Linked DNA regions of Mus musculus: region 2 is linked to region 1. Evidence: chromatin contacts called from public Hi-C data. All regions are on one chromosome and are shown on one strand. Each heading gives the region's core, a stretch centred on a gene start, on an enhancer-like site or on the middle of the called end of the contact. The rest is flanking DNA. Distances are from core to core; before and after follow the strand shown. Region 1 overlaps Ano1 (anoctamin 1, calcium activated chloride channel). Region 2 has its middle 6.9 kb from the start of Gm34964.

Region 1 (3,771 bases), core at 687-3,186:
TGTTATAAATGGAGAACGCGGATGGGGGGAGAGATAGAGAGTGAGATACACAGCGCTGCAATAGTCCACAGAAAGAGCACACATCCCCCTGGTAGTGAGCATCCCGTCATCAGCGACAGTTAAGGAGAAACACTGGGTGTATCTGGGAAGAGTAGAGAACATGGAAGATGGAGTTCATAGAGCTCCAGATGCCATGCATGCCACAACCAGAGCCAGTTAGGATAGTGTCCTCCTTATCCTACAAAGAGACCCACTATCCTTTAATCCATCTCCTCTTGAACAACCTCAGTAAGAAGGGCATTTCTGTGCAGACTGAATCACGTGAGGGAAGCCATAGAGATTATAGTTCCATAGTGATAAGGGATCATTGGGTTAGGTTCTGTGACCCAGATAGGAGTTTTCTAGACTGTTTGGGGTGGCATTGGCCTCTCTAAGACACTTCCCAGCCCCCAGCACATCCAGGTCATCCCATGGAGAACCCTTGGGTAGTACCAGCCACACCTGTGGGAACCCTCAGATGGTACCATCTACTCCGTATTCTCTCTTGCTTTAGTTAGTGTCTCTGCCAGGCTAGATGCTCTTTGGGCCATCCATGGCTTCTGGCAGCATGGCCAGCCCCTGCCAGGGACAAGCACATCTTCCAGTCTCCCAACCACCTCTGAGAGAAGGTGGCCTGGGCCTCTCTGTCACCCTGTGATCTTTTACAGTGAGCTGGATGGAATTGCCATGGTCACAGTCAAGCACATCAACTATGGTGACTTCATCTGTTTGGTTCTATAGCCTTACTCACATCTTTGCTATAAGCCTGTAGAAACATACACCCTGCCCCTGCCTGCCCCCACCCCTGCCCCCAGCCTGAAGAGAGTGGCCTAGAAACATGGTGCTGGATGAGGAGGTCAGAGCCAGGGTTCATGTGCAAGGTTCTCATCCTATGCCCAGACACTATGGCTTCCTGATGCCACCTCCTACCCAGGCAACTCAGACAATGGAAACAGACACCCAAGTGGGCCTGGATTATGCCCACAGACTTTAAAACCACTGAAATTCTCTAGACAAACTGACCCTCTCAGCCCCCAGAGTCCCATACTCTGCCCCATTGTGGTCATAGCATAAGCCACACTCAGGCATGGCTAGATTGGTAACTCAGAGCTACAAGAGCCCTTCAGGAGCTCTTGGCTTACCTCAGCTTTGGGGCACAACTGTTCTCAGTGGAAGGCCAAATCCCTTCTATTCTTAACATTTAAAAGCCATCCTCCAGATATAGAAGCAGCCCTGGGCCACATCTGAGCAGCAGGATGGGTGCCCCAAACCCTGCTCTCAGACAAGCCCAGAGATGTGTCTATTGCAAAATCCTCCAGGAACTTTCCACCTGTTGGGCCCTTGGAGAAACCTTGGAAGAATAGAAGCCTGGACAGAGTCTAAGTCCCACTGCCCAGAAAACCAGAGCCCCTTGGCTCATAAATGAATAGAGGGTCAACTTTGCAAACCCTGTACTGAATGCTGGAGGCCCAAAGGGAACTTGGGCTCTCCTAGGTAATTTTTAGAAACTCTTCAGTTTACTGTCCCATAGCTGGAAAGGAAGAAAAGCATATGGCCACACACTGTGCCCTGTTGAGTTCGCAAAATGCCCCTGGTAGAGTTCCCAGTGTATGTGCCACTATTTGGTGAAGTCTGCTTCAGGACAGAGGCAGGCTATCCCTAAAAACCTAGAAACCCACCAAGCTGAACAGGGTATGTGGGTGGCCTCCTGGCTTCCCTGTCCTCCCCACCCCATGGGGTTCCTGGTGTGCCCTCAGAATTTCTGCCTCCAGGCTCCTTGCTTTTTCCCAGGCCTCACGGATCAGCGGCTGCTTCCTGGTTCCTGCCCAGTTGGTTAGAGGCATGATCTGCCTTTCACATGGTTGTTTGTGGCCTCCTGTGCAGTAACCTTTTGCTCAAAGGGGCTTTTGTCTTCCTCCTTTGATCCGTGCAGAGTCTTTGGGACAGTGTTCCCAGGGGACAGGAGACCCAGTGGCGCCGGTGGCCTGCACCCCCACAGACCCTGGCTAGTAGCAACTGTGCTCCTGACTACAGAAGCCTTTATCACATGGCCTCTTGGGAGGAATTCTCTGTTGGGGGCCAACACAGTAAGTGTAGGGGACACCAGAATGCAGGTTTTTAGGCAGTAATGACTCCCTACACTATACTGCATGTAGAAGCCCTAGCCGCTGGTCCCAGCACTGAGGTGGGTGGGTGCCATACTCTTCATGGAGAACCTGGCCTGCCCAGCATGCTTCTTTGTCAAGCGATTGGAAATGGGGTTTAGAGTCCTCTGGAGTGATAGAGGAGGAGGAGAGGAAGAAGGAGAAAAGGAGGCACATGTAATGGCACACACTCCTAATCCCATCACTCCAGAGATAGAAGCAAGAGGGCCAGACATTCAAGGTCATTCTGGGCTCCCCACCTCAAGTTCAAGGTAGCCTGAGCTATGTAAGAGCCTGTCTCCAAAAATAATAAATAAAGTACAAGTAGACTTTAGCCAGCTGTTCTGGCACATGCTTTTGATTCCAACAGGAAACAGAGGCAGGTGGATTTCTGAGTTCCAGGTCAGCTAAAGCTAACACTGTGGGACCCTGTCTAAAACAATCAAATAAGAAGAAGGGGAAGGAGGAACTCTCTCCTCCCATTCTGACTGGAGTTCTGAGATTAAAGTTCATTGCGGAATTATCAGTCACCTGGCAAGTCTATTCCTGGTTTTTGCCCTGGAAAATTTAAAACAAATGTTCAAATAAAAGCATATCTAAAGCCGGGCGGTGGTGGTGCACGCCTTTAATCCCAGCACTTGAGAGGCAGAGGCAGGCGGATTTCTGAGTTCGAGGCCAGCCTGGTCTACAAAGTGAGTTCCAAGACAGCAAGGGCTACACAGAGAAACCCTGTCTCAACAAACAAAACAAAACAAAACAAGCATATCTATAGATGGAGCATAGCCATACTTGTAAATCCAAGCTCACTCAGGAGGATGAGGCAGGAGGATTGCTGCATATTCGAGGTCAGCCCAAGCTACACAATGAGTTCCAGGCCAGAACCTGGGCTAATAAAGTAAGATCCTGTCTCGAAAATAGATTTATGTTTTAAGTTAATAAAATAAGCTTCAATGTGAGTTTTGCCAGTTGTGAAACACAGCAGTGGCAGACTTTGAGTCACATGAAGTAAGATGGAGGCCATCCGGAACTACACCTTGGCTTGGCTAAGGCTTTGGCCTAGGTAGAGTGCTTTGTCTACCATGTACATCTGCCTGGGTTTGACAACACACACACATACACACAGCACCATATAATTCAGATGTGATGGCACATACCTGTAATCCTAACACTTGGGAAGTAGAGGCATGAAGATCAAAAGTTCAAAACCATCCTTGGCCCACAGGATCATGGTGAAGTTAGTCTGGATCACATGAGACCAAGAGAGAAGGGGTGTGCAGAAAAAGGGAGAAAGGAAGAGAGGAAAGGAGGGAGGGAGGGAGGGAGGGAGGGAGGGAGAAAGGAAAGAAGGAAGGAAGGAAGGAAGGAAGCAAGCAAGCAAGCAAAGAGCTAAAGCAGCAAGAAGTGAAGAAGTGTCTGGTGGCTCCAAGAGGTGGCATCAGGGACTCCCTGTATGTAGGGAAGAGATGTGGTCAGATGACCTGCAGGAGCCACCACTGTCAGCCACAGGATCTCTACAGGAAGTATTTCTTACATATTTCCCCACTGTCTCCCATTGTGTTTCAGGAGGTAGAACTCTGGTCATCAAGCC
Region 2 (3,930 bases), core at 1,168-3,667, 180 kb before region 1:
GGGTTAGGTGTGGATGGGAATGGTGCTCAGCCCCATGGCACTGGCACCATCTTAGGGCCATTCAGGTCCATCACTTGGCTCCTCTAGCACCCCCAGGGGTTGCCTGGGAAGAAGGGAGATGAAGCTGTCCCCTCCACATCACCAGAGGCCTCTGGGAGAGAAGGTCACACCCGAAGGCCAGAGCAGTGGGAGACCTTGATTCTCTGTTACACTTGGAGCTGGGGCAGCATGAAGGAAGGTAGAGAGATGCAGGGAGGACAAGAGGTTGCAGAGCCAGGGAGCAGGGTTGACAGGTTGTGATGGAGAACTGTGTTTGCGACTGCAGCTGCCTCCAGGAGTCACTGCGGCTGCAGCGGGAAGACATGTTAACCCAGCTGAACACAGTGAGACAGGGAGATGCAGGGTTCTGGACCAGGGGCAGCTGCGGTATAGTTATGTCCTAGTCAGGATTACTATTGCTATGATGAAACACCATAAACAAAGTAAATTGGGGAGAAAAGAGTTTATTCGGCTCACACTTCTATACCATAGTTCATCATTGAGGAAGGTAGGACAAGAGCCCAAACAGGGCAGGAACCTGGAGGTAGGAGCTGATGAGAGACCATGGAGGGGTGCTGCTTACTGCCTTGCTCCTCCTGGCTTGCTCAGCCTGCCTTCTGGTAAAATCAAGACCACCTGCCCAAGGGTGGCCCCACCCACAATGGGCGGAGCCCTTCCCACTTTATCACTAATTGAGAAAATGCCTTACAGCCAGATCTTATGGTGGCATCTTCTCAATTGAGGTTCCCTCCTTTCAGATGACTCTACTTTGTGTCAAGTTGACATAAAACCAGACAGTCCAAGATACCTAGAATAGTTAGCTTTAAGGGGTGGCAAAGCAAGGTAGGGAACTCCTAGAAGGGCACCCAATGTCCCTGCTCTGGCAGAGGGTTGGTAGCTGAGCCTTCTTCTGACATGGCACCTGGAGGAGAAGGTAGCTGTACTTAGGAGCAGAGAGAGACAGCCCTGTGGGACCCTGTGGTGATTGGATGGTGGGCCCTGATACCTTCTAGAGATACTGTCACCACTTGGACTTTTTACTGCTATTTTGAGTCATATCTCCCACTGGGAGCATAGCAGAGTGGCCCTATGGACTGGGCTAGGACCCTGTGTGAGTGCTAAGCCTGGGTCTTAATCATCCTCAATGATACCTGGCACACAGTCGGTGCTCAATAGGTAACAGAGGAAGAGATAGTCCTCCTCAGAATGTGTAGGCACAGCACACACCCAGGCAAGCTTCCAGCTGCATTGTGCTGGCTTAGCTCTGGGGTGTGGCTAGCACCTTCCTCCTCAGCCCTTAGCCTGGATCAGAGTCCAAACAGCTGGCATCCCAGCTCCATGTCCTCCTAGAACCCTAGCTATTTTCACTGAGCATGCTCTGTGTGTTCATGAAGGACAAGGGGGTTTTATGAAGCCCCAGGCCCAGCTCACTCACCATGGGGCACTGGGGAGTCCTTGCAAACTCTAGAGTAGAACAGGACCTTGCTGAAGAGAGAGTCTGGCTGACACCAGTTCATACTTCCCAGATAGGAAACTGAGGCCAGGCCAGTCCTGGGGTGGGCATCACAGCTGTGTCTCTTGCCAGTAGTAGCTAACACCTGATGGAGCTCACACTGGTAGGGAGCTCACACCACGTATATCATGAAGCAGGCCTGGCTTGCATTGCAATCCACAGCCCCATGAGCTGTGGGGACAGCGGGGAGATGGCTGTGTCTCCATCAGTGACCATGGTCACTGCAACACCCCTGTCTGGCCCTTCCTGCTATGGGCCTGTATAGTAACAGAAACGACTGGGCTACAGTGGACTGAGCCATTGTGTGGTTGCTGGCTGAGTCCTGTACCACATCTCCAGATGAGCCTCCTGGGTAGATCCCAGCATCTCAAGGCCAGCAGCAGATGCCCTAATCAGCTGGGGGTACCTAGAGCCTCTGGACTCTCCCCAAGTCCCGTACAGAAGGGGAAGCTCATGCTCAAACAGGCTCCAAGCTTTAGTGAGAGCACAGCAGATATCTTGGCCTCCTTTCAAGGCCACCCCACCCCCTTTCTAGTGCCTCCATGGTGCCACACATCTGCTCTAGGCAGGACTGAATAGGAAAGGCTCCCTGTTTCCCTCCCTTGACCACTTGTTAGGCCCTCTGTGCTCCAGGCTCCACCCAGCCTGGTTCCTCATCACCTCGCCGGTGTCCGCCGGTGTCCCACCAGTGAGGCAACCTCAGCAGTGGACGGCAGCTGGGAGGTCCAACTGGAAGGAAATCCCAGTCTGTGGGTGGCCTTCCCTGGGGTATCCTCCAGTTCCAGGTTGGGGCAGGGAAGGAGCCCTGTATGGGAGAAAGGGAGTCTGTACTGCCCACTGGAGGTCATCCTTGGAAACTGCAAGTGCACAGCTCTCTTGGCTCAGGCCTGGATCCACACACAGGGACAGAGTGGAGGCCTGGAGGCCTGGGGCCACACCAGGGCTTCCATGATCTGTTCCCTGCATGTAGAGGATGGTTACTGTGACCATTCCTATGGTCCACAAGACATGGGTAGCATTATTCATGGGCAGGGAAAACCATAGGGTTAGCTGCTGGGTGGCAGGATCTGAACTGTACCCCTCTCTGCATCGGAGCCTGGACCACCACACCTGTAGAGGGCATTGCTGGGGGACAGTGCAGCTGGGCTCCCGTATGAGTGGGAATATTGGCTCGTGCGACAGGTGCAGGAGGGAGCCCACTCAGGCTTGGGCTTTCCTCCTCCTGTTAAGACCTGAGGGCAGAAGGCAGAAAACAGAACTGAGGAGAAATAAGCCCTTCAAAGCCTCAGGGGTTATGTGGGGACAGAGGAGGTAAGAAGTCACTGCCCTCCAGCAAAGGGCTCCCTGGCAGAAAAGCCGCCTCACTGTCACCATCAGCTTGGCATGGTCTCTTCTAGAAGCTGGATAGCCTGGACCCAGAAGTCCCCCACTAGGGACTGAGTGTCACCAGTTGAGAAAGGCACAGTGTGAACAGTGTTCAGGGTTGTTTGGGGGGAGCGAGAGAGTGAGAGAGAGAAAGAGACACCACATCATTCACAGCACCTCCTGTGGGCTCTCAAGGAGCCTGGGCTGCAGGGCATATGGTCATCCCACTTTACAGACAGAAAAAGTGAGGCTTGGCAGATGTTGAAAAAGAAGGGCAGATAGATGGACCCAGCGTGCTTGGGCTTCCAAGGCCACCTCTCCCACTGGGTGGGGACTGGCTGGAATTTCCTGTCACTCCTTAACTCTGAGAGGTGTCCTGGCCAGGTGGTGCCAGGCTGGGAAGTCTCTCCAGAGTTTCACACCCACCCACACCTGGTATTTTTATTCCCAAGCAAGCCCGGTGCCAGGAGAGTGCGGGGAAAGCCCGAGGCCCTGTTGCCTTCTCTGGGGTCAATGGGGCCCTTATCTGTTCTGATCTTATCTGCGTGGCCTTGACAGAGGCTGGAGCTGGCTCCTGGAGGTACGGGGAGGCCCAGGTGGGCAATCACGAGAGGGGGTGTGGCTTCCCTTCCCCTCCCTTCCCGTGGAGTTGCCCCAGAGGTGGCAGAGCCAAAGCAGGTAAGGAAGTCAGGAAGGAGAGCAGAGCCACCTGGGAGGAGCGATAGCTCCTCTGCCAGGGGTGATAACTCAGCCCTTGGTTATACACAGGATGGGAGCTTCCTGGTAGCCAAGGCAAAAGGGAAAGAAGATGGGAGAGCTGGTGGTAGAGTAAAAAGGTGGTTGGTAGCCATAACTAAGACATTGTTTGCTGTCGTAAAAGCCTTCTTCTTCAGAAATGCTGAGAGGTCCTATCACACAGCAGGGTGTGAGTGTCCCCTGTATGTCCCTTCATTTGCCTCAGCATGGGAAAACCAGCTGAGCAGAGGACACAGGCCAGGTTTGTGTTGGGTGCT

The links. A called contact is a pair of places that touch in the nucleus more often than the background predicts.
Region 2: a contact with region 1 is called in a Hi-C map of colorectal tumor organoids, with 3 times the contacts expected there. The contact joins two enhancer-like sites. A contact is called at or near these places in 2 of 15 datasets of contacts at CTCF or cohesin (the G1E-ER4 cell line and embryonic stem cells), 56 of 484 Hi-C or Micro-C datasets (the 63-12 cell line, the AML12 cell line, B cells and 42 more), 17 of 115 datasets of contacts at active chromatin or transcription factors (T-cell acute lymphoblastic leukemia, craniofacial prominence, embryonic basal ganglia and 12 more) and 1 of 9 other capture datasets (pancreatic islet).

Annotation. Positions count from the first base shown.
Region 1 is chr7:144,598,731-144,602,501 of GRCm38.p6, reverse strand. All of the region lies in intron 22 of Ano1 (anoctamin 1, calcium activated chloride channel), which reads left to right. Among named protein-coding and RNA genes, the nearest start is that of Fadd, 18 kb to the right of the region's middle. Within about 2 kb of position 1,936, at least 7 of the 459 cell types and tissues checked have an H3K27ac peak or open chromatin away from gene starts, as enhancers often do.
Region 2 is chr7:144,779,973-144,783,902 of GRCm38.p6, reverse strand. No RefSeq gene overlaps it. Among named protein-coding and RNA genes, the nearest start is that of Gm34964, 6.9 kb to the left of the region's middle. Within about 2 kb of position 2,417, at least 24 of the 459 cell types and tissues checked have an H3K27ac peak or open chromatin away from gene starts, as enhancers often do.